2 separate regions of the Gossypium hirsutum genome follow, and region 1 is linked to region 2. The links are chromatin contacts, called in public Hi-C maps. All regions are on one chromosome and are shown on one strand. The core of a region is the stretch at or near the end of the contact, and the rest is flanking DNA. Distances in the headings are between cores, read along the strand shown.

Region 1 (5,430 bases), core at 487-2,986, 230 kb before region 2:
ATTCGACTTCATGCGTTCTGCTAATAATTAACAGATAAGGAATCACATTCTAAGAATATCAGGAGACGCGCATGCTTAAGAATATCAGGAATCACAAAGGTGAAATCTGTGGCATGCTTAAGATTGAAAAGGGAAGAGAACAATAATTCTCAAATAACCAAATAGGAAGCAACAGAAAAGCATGAAGATACAAATGTAGTTATCCTCTTTTCTCTGTGATGGATAGCCAATTCAAACAATCAATTTATTTACTTAATTTACATGTCCTGGTAAAATTAACAGAAATTTATCAGACCTGGAAAAAGGTTTGAAAGGCAGCTTCCGCCATTCCTGCTCTGGCCTAGTCAACGTTTTGGTCAAGTAATACATTATAGAACTTGCAGTCTTAAAAAGATCTTATTCAAACTTCATAAGTTTCGGGTGTGTAATTCAACAATGGTAATCAGAAAAATTAATCTAAGACTAAGAGTTTCCCTTTTCACAATATATTCAACCAATTAATAGGTTTAGAAATAACTAATAATCATTCAGCTTAAGTTTCAGACACCTATTCATCACACCATTTTAAATCCATGTAATTTGTAGAAATCAGAAAACAAAACCGACTAAAATGGTCATCACAACTAATAAACAAGTTCTTGAATGCAAAAAAAAAAAACAAGGGGCATCTGTTTGAGAACCTAATACAAATTCAACCAATCATCAGCCATAGACATAAACATCTTACCTAGCGCAGCATCAACCAGAAACTAGCTTAACAAAAATGCAGATTGCATTAAGTAGTATGAGAGGAACTCTCATGTATTGAGTGGCGTAAATGAGACCAATAAGTTGCCCTTTAAATGACTTTGTACGCCCTGCAGAGAAATCCGAGAAACTCCATCCTCTGGGAGCAAGAAAACGATCCTCATTTAATATTGCCAAAGCATTTGCAAGAAGCAAAAATCCTTCTAATAACGTCCACAAGCCCATTTTCTGCATATTAAAGGGTTTCTATTAATCTTCAACCAACTTCTAAAACATTTCACACAAAAGCGTAGCCATGAAGATAAAGAAAAATCCATCAATTATGAATCCGGAAAACAAAACAGAAATAACATAAAGATTCTTAAACACGCAGCAGGCATAAGTAACTAAAAAACCCATTACAGCATCTTCAGTTTCAGCTAGAATAAACTTCTAAATGCAAACATAACATCAACGATAATTGAGTTCATTTTGATTTCTAGAACACCAATAAGGTGATTTAGTAAAACCCCATATTCCATAAGCAAGCTATGGAAAAGAGGGTAAACTCAGAAAAGCAGATCAAAGGGATTCCGATGTTGACTAAAAATTAAAACCCATTCGAAAAATAAATACTTTGTTGGATTTAGAGGGACTAGATCCATGGGTTCTTATCTATATATAGAAAACAAAAACATAATAAACAACTTAAAATCTATGGAATTTGAAGGGAAACAAAAAGCAGATCATGATTTCTAAATAAAAAGACCATGTTTAAACATTGAACAATACAAAGCATCAGAATGAAAGAGATTAAAGGGAACATTGAGAAAATAAATAAAGAATTAAAGGTTACATGCAAAAGAAGTGAAGATATGGGTGCTGCAGATTGAGAGAGTAGGTTCCTTCCTTGCAACTGTAAATAGATTCGACATTTAGAAATGGAAAAGGACCCGTAAATAAATCCGGTTTGAAATGGGTCGGTTCGGATCCATCAAGGCACAAAAGGGTAGTACTTTTAAGACCAAACACCCAAATGTAATTTCCCCCTACTACCCAAAGCCCAAATGTATGGTTTCTTTTTTATGTACCGATATATTAACCTGTATTTAATGGCACTAAAATAATATTAAAGAAAATTGAAAATAATAAATTATATAAGTAATTCATTAATACAAAAAGGCTTAAATAAAAAATCGGTACTTGTCCACTTCTCCCAAATTGATACTTAAGATTTTTTTTCCTAGGTTAGTACTCAAACTTTTTTTTTGTCAACTAAATTAGAACTCAAATGTAATTCGTTCGTTTTTTTATAATGTGGCAACTGGTTAATCGTTAGGCGTCAAGTGGAGTCCTATTTGGCAGTGATTGGGTCTTCTTTTTTTTTGCTTGGAAAATAAAAATTGAATACTTTTTTCCATTAATTATAATAAAAATTACCTTAAATCATTTCACCCGATTATTTAACATTCTAATCTTTTTATTTTTTTCTACCTATTCATCATTTTCTAATATTTTTGTTAATATTCTTTTAGGGTTTATCCTGATAACACGCCCAATTCCCATAACTAGAGTCGAAGAAGAAAATAAGGAAAAATGGCTTCACCAACCAACAAAAAAATCAAGTGGTCAAATGAGGTTGTGTACTATCATTGTGGGTTAAGAGCTCCTGTTTGCAACGTGAATACTCCACGGAACAAAGGGAGAAAATTATTTAGGTGTGCGAAGTTCAAAAATGTAAAAGTTTGAATTTTAATTGTTGGGTTGAAGGAAATTAGGGTTTGTGCATTGGTTGTGTACTACCATTGTTGTGTGTGCAAAAAAACAAAAGGCTTTGTGATTTTGGTTGAATATTTTGTGTAATTTAGGGTTTAGTGTTTTAACATGTTTTGGAAATAAATTTGAATTATTTTGTTTCAAGTTGGAAATATGTAAATTTTACCTTAGTTACACATATATGCTCTATTTTTTTTTTGTTCTATGTGAGAAAGGAAAACTGAGGGTTGTGATTTTTTCCAATGGGTTAAATTGAACGGTAACAATATGAATTCAATGGGAGAAGAACAGGGATGCATAATTGATAAAATAATTTTGCAAAATAAGATGTTGTTGACAGAGAATGGGAGATTAGGATTTAAGAACAATGAACTCAATATAAAAGAAATGCAAAGAATGCAATTAAAGGTAACTCGTTCAAAAGAAAAGATCACATTGTACAAGGCTAATATGTCAAGAAATAACAAAGTAATATTTGCTTATAAGATGTTAATTGTATCATGGATGATGTTCCGGGTATGTTGCTTATGGATGGTGATTTGTTGTCTATGTATTTGTTGCACTTATGAGTTTTTGTGCCAATATGAGTGAGATTTTTCTCAATTCCTCATATTTTTATTTCACTATAAATACTTAACACTCTCTTTGCTTTTATCCCTTTCTATGCTTTTATCACACTCACAATGCTTCTGTGTCAAGCTTATAGAAGCTTCTTTCCTTAAGCTGTCTGTTGGTAAGTTCTTAAATTCTTCTTTAAGTTTACTAGATAGAAAGGAGTTGTTGTAAGAGCTATTCAGCAGGGCTTTCATTTGAATACTACATAGGAAGGAAAGTTCCATCCCTAAATTATTTGTACGTTCATTGATTCATGTTATTTCATTAAGTTTTAGTTATTCTTATATTTAAAAGAAGTCATTTGATTATTTTAGCCAAAGATAGGGGAGAAAGTCCTGGTGCTAAAAGGAAAGAACCCATTGAGTAGGAAAGTTCTAAGTGAATATTTCTGGTGAGTTCCTTTATACCTTGAGTCTGTTATTTACATTATTTCATTTAAGTTTAGCTACTATATATCTAGGTAAGTGGCTTTGACCCTTGATCATGACTTGCATCAAAAGAGACGTGTTTAAAGAGTCGATGCATGCATGGTTATAGGCAATAAATCAGAAACAAAATTCATGCATGTGCATGGGTATAAATACTCATTCCTTGATACACAAGATTTGTATCTAGAATGGTGTAAGGAGGTACTAGAGGGTTGCTATGTATAATGATGAAAAGAAGACACATGATATCATGTTTTTCCTCCAGTATGACACTCTATTGCAAATCGTGACTAGCGAATATCCAGCCTTGCGGGGGAACACTTATGTGTTTGAGTACAATGAGGAATGATGGAGGTATGGGGTCCAATTTACATCCCCAAGCATACGAGCCATATGAAAGAGTCTCGCATCTCTTAAATATGGTTCAATTAAAGCCGTTGGAGGAGTGGATAATAGATTGCGAATATGTCCCCAAAATTAGGTCTTCCATCTAATTATAAAAAAATACAAAATTTTAAATTTCAATATAACAACTTAATAATGAAATTAAATTAGATTTAAAAAGCATATAAATATTTTCTTACCATTTGCAATTTGAATGCCGAAATGTGTTTGCCATCCAAACAAATAAGAGAATTGGCCATTAAGAATTTTAAAAAACAATTAAATTTCATAATACAAAATTAAATAAAAAAAGCCTTAAGACAATTTTAATAAAAATTGAGAGAATTAAAAAAAATAGAATTGAGGGTTTTTAAATAGGTTTTTTTTTCTCGTTGGGGGTGAGTAGTCGTTGGAATTCAATTGTTGTGGGGTAACCGTTGGAATTCGATCATTGTGGGGTAGTCATTGGGGAAAATACGTTCAACTGGAAGCATTTTCTTGCAATGTTCATTGAAAACGTGTCCAGCTCAGCGCGATTTCAAAAAGTGGCATACTTTCAAAATATTTAAAAAAAACAACCTCATCCGATAAATATTATAAAAAATAGCATTTTCTGCTAATTCACCCCTATTATACGGTCAAAATTACCCTTCTAAATTTTCTCTCATGTTGTAATATCGGGGAGCCTTTGTCGATTGGTTTCAATCGTCGGTGACGACCTTTTGACTGTCCACCAACCTCTTTTTTCCTTCGCTCTTTTGCTCTTTTGCTCTTTTCTTTTCCCTTCTACTATCTGTTTGCCTTTCCTTTCGGCAAAATAACTCAAGCTACCTCCGTCTAGTATGTTAGCTAGTTTTCAACGGTTCCTTGAAATCCTCCTTGATGTGCCGTTAATGGTGGTGTTTGATGGTGATTGGTGTAATCACACCAGGCCTTGCCTAGTGGCTGTCATGGTTGGTCTGCCGAGGGTGTGTGTAACACCCTTTGCCTGATCCCCTTGCCTGGTCTAGGTATTGAATGTTACGATCATGCCGAACTAGTTAACTATTTGTCTAAGATTCAATCTTAGTTAATTTATAAAAAAAAATTACCTCTTATACAACTTTATTTTCTAATAATTAGCTATCAAACACACTCTATAAACAAGGTTTAAAACACATCTTATTTACGTGAATAACCAAGCAAGTAGAACCAAACCATTACACAATAATTTCGCTTTACTGGATATGTAAATCATATAAATCCCAAACATGAATTCTACTTAACTACACTTATTCTAACCTTGAGGCATAGCCTCAAAGGGTGCCCTTTTATATCCACAGACTTCTATCTCAGCCTGATCCTGTATACACAATAAAATCCACTCATAAATTCAAATGAACTTGGTGAGAATCCATAAATTAATACTTCTGAATAACACTTGAAAATTCAGATATAAGGGATTTATAATATATATATATAACTCCCTAAGATCAATAGAAGATTTTGCAAATAAAGTGGC
Region 2 (5,742 bases), core at 316-2,815:
GGATGTCATCTATGTCTATTAACACAGCATCCAAATGATTGTCCGATGGTGAAATAGTATCGAAGAAGCTCTCAATCATCGAAATCATGAAATTTAAGTCTCGTTCGTATTCTCCCCCTTCGATATAATGAATGGCTAGATTCCAGCAGACTGGAGGAATCTCGGGTTCTTCCAAGCTGTTGAGTTCCCCATGTAAAGCAAAAGCCTTGCAATAATGGTAGCTATCACTTGCTTTCTCAATCTCCACCACTCCCTTGCTCCTACTTTCACAGGATCGCAACATTACTGCTAATGTTACAAGTAAAGTTACTGAAAGAACACCAACAATTAGAAGACCAGCAATGAAGATTGTTGCAGCAAAAGATTTCATGTAGAATCCCGACTCCAACACATATTGGCTTCCACTCTCTGTCAAGAACGACCGAGATTAATACGTATTTATATCGAACATCGGAAGGTTTAGCAGTAGGAACCATAAAAACGAAATGAGTTAAGCAGTCAACCCATTAAAACAATGTTGCATACAAAATATTTGGATTAATTAACAATCCAGTCATGCCAAATGAATGGTTAAAAGCCTCTGAGAAAAGGGTATTGGAATTGAAAGAACTGTTGGGATCTAATAAAGAAGTGCCTTACCAGTATCTTCCCTACTCAAGAGACTCTGAGAGGAGAACTCCCGTTCCATTTGATGGCCATAAGCTGACATTGTGATTCAGTCAAGCCAGATTCATATCAGGGCTGCAAAATTCTGCCCAGATCCCTTCAAAATCATTGAAGGGTCACCTGAAACGACAAATAACAATCAACTGATATAGAAGATTCCACCCCCCCCCCCCGCCCCAAAACAAACCCCTTTAACCATATGGTGGCAATCACTGATATGATAAATCAAGACAAAAAATCCCAACTTTACAGCTGCAACTTACAAGCAGCTTCATGATCTACCATGGTCTGAGCTAGCACTCAAACTTCATTGCCCTCTTGACAAGGAATCAAGTTTCCATTTTTATCAAGAATATCTTTCTAAGGAAGGAAAGGGTCCATAACCATTTGACTTTCTAGATATAATACTAATAATCATTAAAGTCCAAAATTTGCTGATCAACTCATTGCTTCACAGTAGCAATTTGGTAAAAAATAAAATAAAAACAACAATTAAGAAAAAGAAATAACTTCATACCCAAATTACCATGAGTTAATAACAAAACAGAATTGAATTCTGATGCAATTAATAATGCAAAAACTGGGTTTATTTTTGTTCCTCATTATCTTAAAGTTAAACAATACAAGGAAAGGCAAAGAGACAAGAGAAGAGAGAGAACCTGAGAGAGGCTTTCGAAGGCTTTTACCTGTAGAGGATAAGAAAATGAAAACCTGACAACAAAAACGACTGTATCTCTTTCGTAGAGAAGCTTCCTTCTTTGTACTGTGTGGATCATTGTTAACGGCTTCTTTCCAAGGACGACGATGACTTTAAACATGACAGATTGCGTAGTGTTTTTACTTTAAAATCGGGGGTAGTTTTGACAACAAGGAGATTATTCCAGGGTTTTACTTGCAATTTTGTTTAAAAGCAGAGAATTTGATTAAATATAGTTGGTATGATAATTCTTGGGCTCCACCATCTCAATCATGCAATGTATTTTTGTAGTGTATGCTCCACCAATTATGTTGTTAAAAAAGAATATATTTGATGATGATGTTTTTGCTAGTCAAAAGATTCTGCCGTGATAAAGTGTACAAGAAACTCTATAGGTACACCTGGTGAAAATCTCTGTACAGACTGGTTCATATCATCATATTCATGCTTATTTTTGCTATTATTATGTTGACATGTGTTATGTCTCATATGTCGCATTCAATACAAAGTCTTCATCAGTTAGTGGAGAACGTGACAGCAATTCAAGTTAATTTTCATTATTAAGATTGCTTACAAAATCTCAGCTCAGAGTTCATGACACCATATGAACATGACATGATAATCACTTCCACCAGTAGGGATTTGTCTCACCTTGTACCCTCTCTGAATTTGTTTTTTTCAAAGAATAGCTACCACATTTATCATCTTAATACTTAACCAGTCTCATATGGTGCAACAATATGACTAAGTTTCTTGGCTAATTCTTTCAACGACATGTTTTCCAAAACCTCAGAACCGTTTATCACGTTCACAGCTGAATCCACAGTCTTGGCTAATTCAACGGCTGCACCCACGTAGGAATGTGGCGTTAACTTCAAAAGATGAGTCTTAGCTTCTTCGGGTAATTCCAAGCCTTCAATAAATTCCCTTATACTTTCTTTGGTAACTGCTCTCCCCCTAGTAAGCTCCTTCAGCTTCTCGTAAGGCTCTGGAACACCATATCTACGCATGACCTACAGATCAAGTTAAAAAGAGAAACAAAAAGATGAATCAAAATACTATCCATCTAGCCTCTATTACTTTGCGCTTACAAAAAAATTGAAACAGAAAAGGGCATTCAATAAATGTAGATCAGAAGATACATACAGTCTGAATTGGCTCCGCAAGTACCTCCCATGCCTGGTTCAAGTCTTCGCTTAACCGAGCTTCATTGACCTGGAATCAAAAGGGAGCTTAAGAGAGATGGTAGTATGCAGTAAAGCACCCAAAACTACAATTTAGAGAAGGATTAGCAAGGGCTTTTGCATCACAGGTGATATCAAGCGGCTAACTATCACTAGTTGAAGAAAATAAACTAACGTGCCTTACCACAAGTCATAGATGTATCATGAAGTCAAAATTTTCACAAAGATTTAAAAATGCCCCAAGTCCTTGTACTCTTTTTAGACTTTTTAAAATTTAATACTTTAGCTTTTATTTCCAGGAATTTAGTCCCTCATTTGTCAAATTTGAAAATTAAAATCCAACAGATAACAAAATCAATGGATTATCGTTAAATTTGAAAATGTGACATTTGAACATTCAAACTTTTAAATAAGTTAAGTCCAATTGATACTCAAATTTAACATAAGTCAATTAACAGCGTTATCCCTCGGATTTTAAACCCTAAGAACTAAAAGCAGAGGGACTAAATATCGAAGTCCAAGGAGTACAGGGGCAAGGGCATAATTAGACCTTTCACAAACTAATAACCAAATACAGGACTTAATTAACAAGAACCTTTGGCACTAAAATACACTTAAAGGAGATCAGAACCTTCATGTTATGCAACATACCTGGAGCTTTCCTATTCCTTGCAGCGCACTTTTGTAAGCAAGAAGGGAATGACCAAGTCCTCCCCCCATGTTCCTCAAGACTGTCGAATCAGTTAAATCTCGCTGCAAATTCAACACATAAGAAGATTTATTTTGTTCAAATGGAGTTACATTAGTTATGAACAAACTTCACAAACATAAAATTAAGCGGCTATCCTAAAATAAAAATATTGTACCTGCCAACGGGAAATAGGCAACTTCATGCTCAGGTAAGTTAGGTCTTCATTAGCCTTACCAAGATTACCTTCACTGTTTTCAAAATCAATAGGGTTTACTTTATGAGGCATTGTTGATGAACCAATCTCACCTGCCTTGGTTATCTGCTCCAAATTTTGACCACGAAAAGACATTGGTTGGGAAAATAATAATAACAATAATAATAAATTAAAGTCAACATGCTGCATCAAAACAGTCACCTGCTTAAAGTATCCTACAGATATGTAGCCCCATATATCTCTGTCAAAGTCAATCAATATATTATTAAACCGGATAATTGCATAATAAAGTTTTGCCATATAATCGTGGGTCTCAATCTGCAGACAAGCAAAAAAAAAAAAAAAAACTTTATTCCAGGTCAAGCACATAAACTCGTTACATATCATACCCATATGAAGCTAACTAGAAGTGTCAATACATCAACTGAGATATATATTTTTACAGTATAAGAGGAAGAAGAGCATGGAAAATACCTGAGTAACATAGGGGTTAAACTTTAATCCAAGAGAAGTCACAAACTGTTCTGCGATTTGAGGCCAATTAACAGTAGGATATGCAACAATATGGGCATTGTAGTTTCCAACTGCACCAGCAAATTTTCCCATCATCTCGACTTGAGAAATTTCTTGCCTTTCTCTGCTTAGCCTAACAGAAAAAATGGCCATCTCCTTTCCCAAGGTTGTAGGTGAAGCTGGCTGAAAAAACTAATGATTTAGGTGATCAAGTAATAACAGCTATTCCTAGAGCATGTAACAGTAATAAATTACATGTAATTAAAGAAACAAAAAAAAAATAAGCAATCTAGATATAAAACATGCTCTCTCTCTCTGATCAACCTGAGAATTCAAAGACTAATTTTCCAAGTGGCTTATGACAAGCTAAGAGTGAGAAGATTGTTTCAAGAAGAAAATTTCTCTTCTACCTGGCCATGCGTGCGAGAAAGCATAGAAACGCTTGCATTAGCCTTAGCCAGCTTACATATTGCCTCGACCAATTTATCCATGGTTGGAAACATGACTTTGGTCATTGCTTCTTTCAACATCAATGCATGGGCAAGGTTGTTTATGTCCTCGGATGTGCAAGCAAAATGGAAAAATTCAAGGACCTGAAACCAGAGAGAGAATATTAATTGATCCAAAAATTCCCAAAACTCGAGTCAAATAGAAAGGATAGTGAATCAATATATAATCGAATAACAAGTCCCAACCTTGGCAATTTCTGGCTGTGATTGGCATTTCTGTTTCAAGAAGTACTCGACTGCTTTTACATCATGATTAGTTACTCTCTCTATTTTTTTAACTTCCAAGGCATCATCCATGCTAAATCCATCAATGAGTCCTAGCAAATAAGACTGAGCCTCTGCACTAAAGCTTGGAACCTCAATGACTTCAGGAATTTGTGAAAGCATCAGCAACCATTTAATCTGACACAGTATCTATAATCAATAAGGGTCCTTCTAGAAAGCAAAAAGAAAAGAAAACTAAGTTCATTGATATCGATTTTAACTACATTATATTTGGAATTCAGTAATTATATTTTATACATCACCCAAAATTGTGCTCATATAATTTGCATTGAGTGTTGCCCAGATTCTTCATTTTCCTCAAAATACCTGTTTCTAACACATATACTTCTGACATGCTGTAGAACAATTGAGCATATTCCAATCAAACATATACCATACCTAACACTTAACTTGAGTCCGAGTAACATAGTTTGCATTTCACTAACTCATTTCTAAAGCAGGCAACCTCCAGTCAAGTGGTTACAGGATTTCTGTTACCTTTTTAATCACCACTAGGGGTGTACAAAAATATTCGAAACCAAAAAACCATTTTTTTCGGTTTATTCGGTTTTCATGTTCGGTTTAATTGGTTTATTTGGTCGGTTTTCAGTTTGACATTTTAAACCGAATAAACATTACACTCCCAAACACAAATTTAAACTTTAAACCCAAATACCCATTGAAATTTAAAACTCAATACACATTAATATTTAAAACCCAAATTGATAATTTAATGTTTTATGATATTAATTTTATTTTTGAACTAAAAAAAACCAAAAAACTGAACCGAAAAATTTTTCCTCGGTTTATTTGGTTTTGCTCTCTAGGTCAGTTTGATTTATTCAGTTTACATAGATAACTCAGTTTATTCGGTTTTTGGTATAAAAAACTGAACCAACCAAATATACACCCCTACTCACCACATCCACACTTTCCAATATTTCTCATCAAATTATGTCGGTCAGCTTAAGATTTATCACAGGTAAAGCTAATTGAAGTCATAA

Evidence for each region. Hi-C and Micro-C count contacts between places; a contact is called where the count stands out from the background.
Region 1: a contact with region 2 is called in a Hi-C map of leaf, with 2.9 times the contacts expected there. The contact joins the promoter of LOC107957118 here to the promoter of LOC107957115 in region 2. A contact is called at or near these places in 4 of 34 Hi-C or Micro-C datasets (hypocotyl and leaf).

The regions. Positions count from the first base shown.
Region 1 is chrA05:95,538,292-95,543,721 of Gossypium_hirsutum_v2.1, reverse strand. LOC107957118 (immediate early response 3-interacting protein 1) reads right to left here and starts at 1,736. Exons shown (of 3, transcript XM_016892559.2): 1 at 1,583-1,736; 2 at 728-975; 3 at 1-20. The coding sequence starts at 972. The coding sequence ends at 739.
Region 2 is chrA05:95,312,649-95,318,390 of Gossypium_hirsutum_v2.1, reverse strand. LOC107957115 reads right to left here and starts at 1,565. Exons shown (of 5, transcript XM_016892557.2): 1 at 930-1,565; 2 at 640-786; 3 at 1-408. The coding sequence starts at 709. LOC107957114 (adenylosuccinate lyase) reads right to left here. Exons shown (of 10, transcript XM_041114159.1): 3 at 4,661-4,876; 4 at 4,376-4,558; 5 at 3,927-4,148; 6 at 3,654-3,770; 7 at 3,414-3,557; 8 at 3,199-3,300; 9 at 2,510-2,578; 10 at 1,896-2,376. The coding sequence ends at 2,077.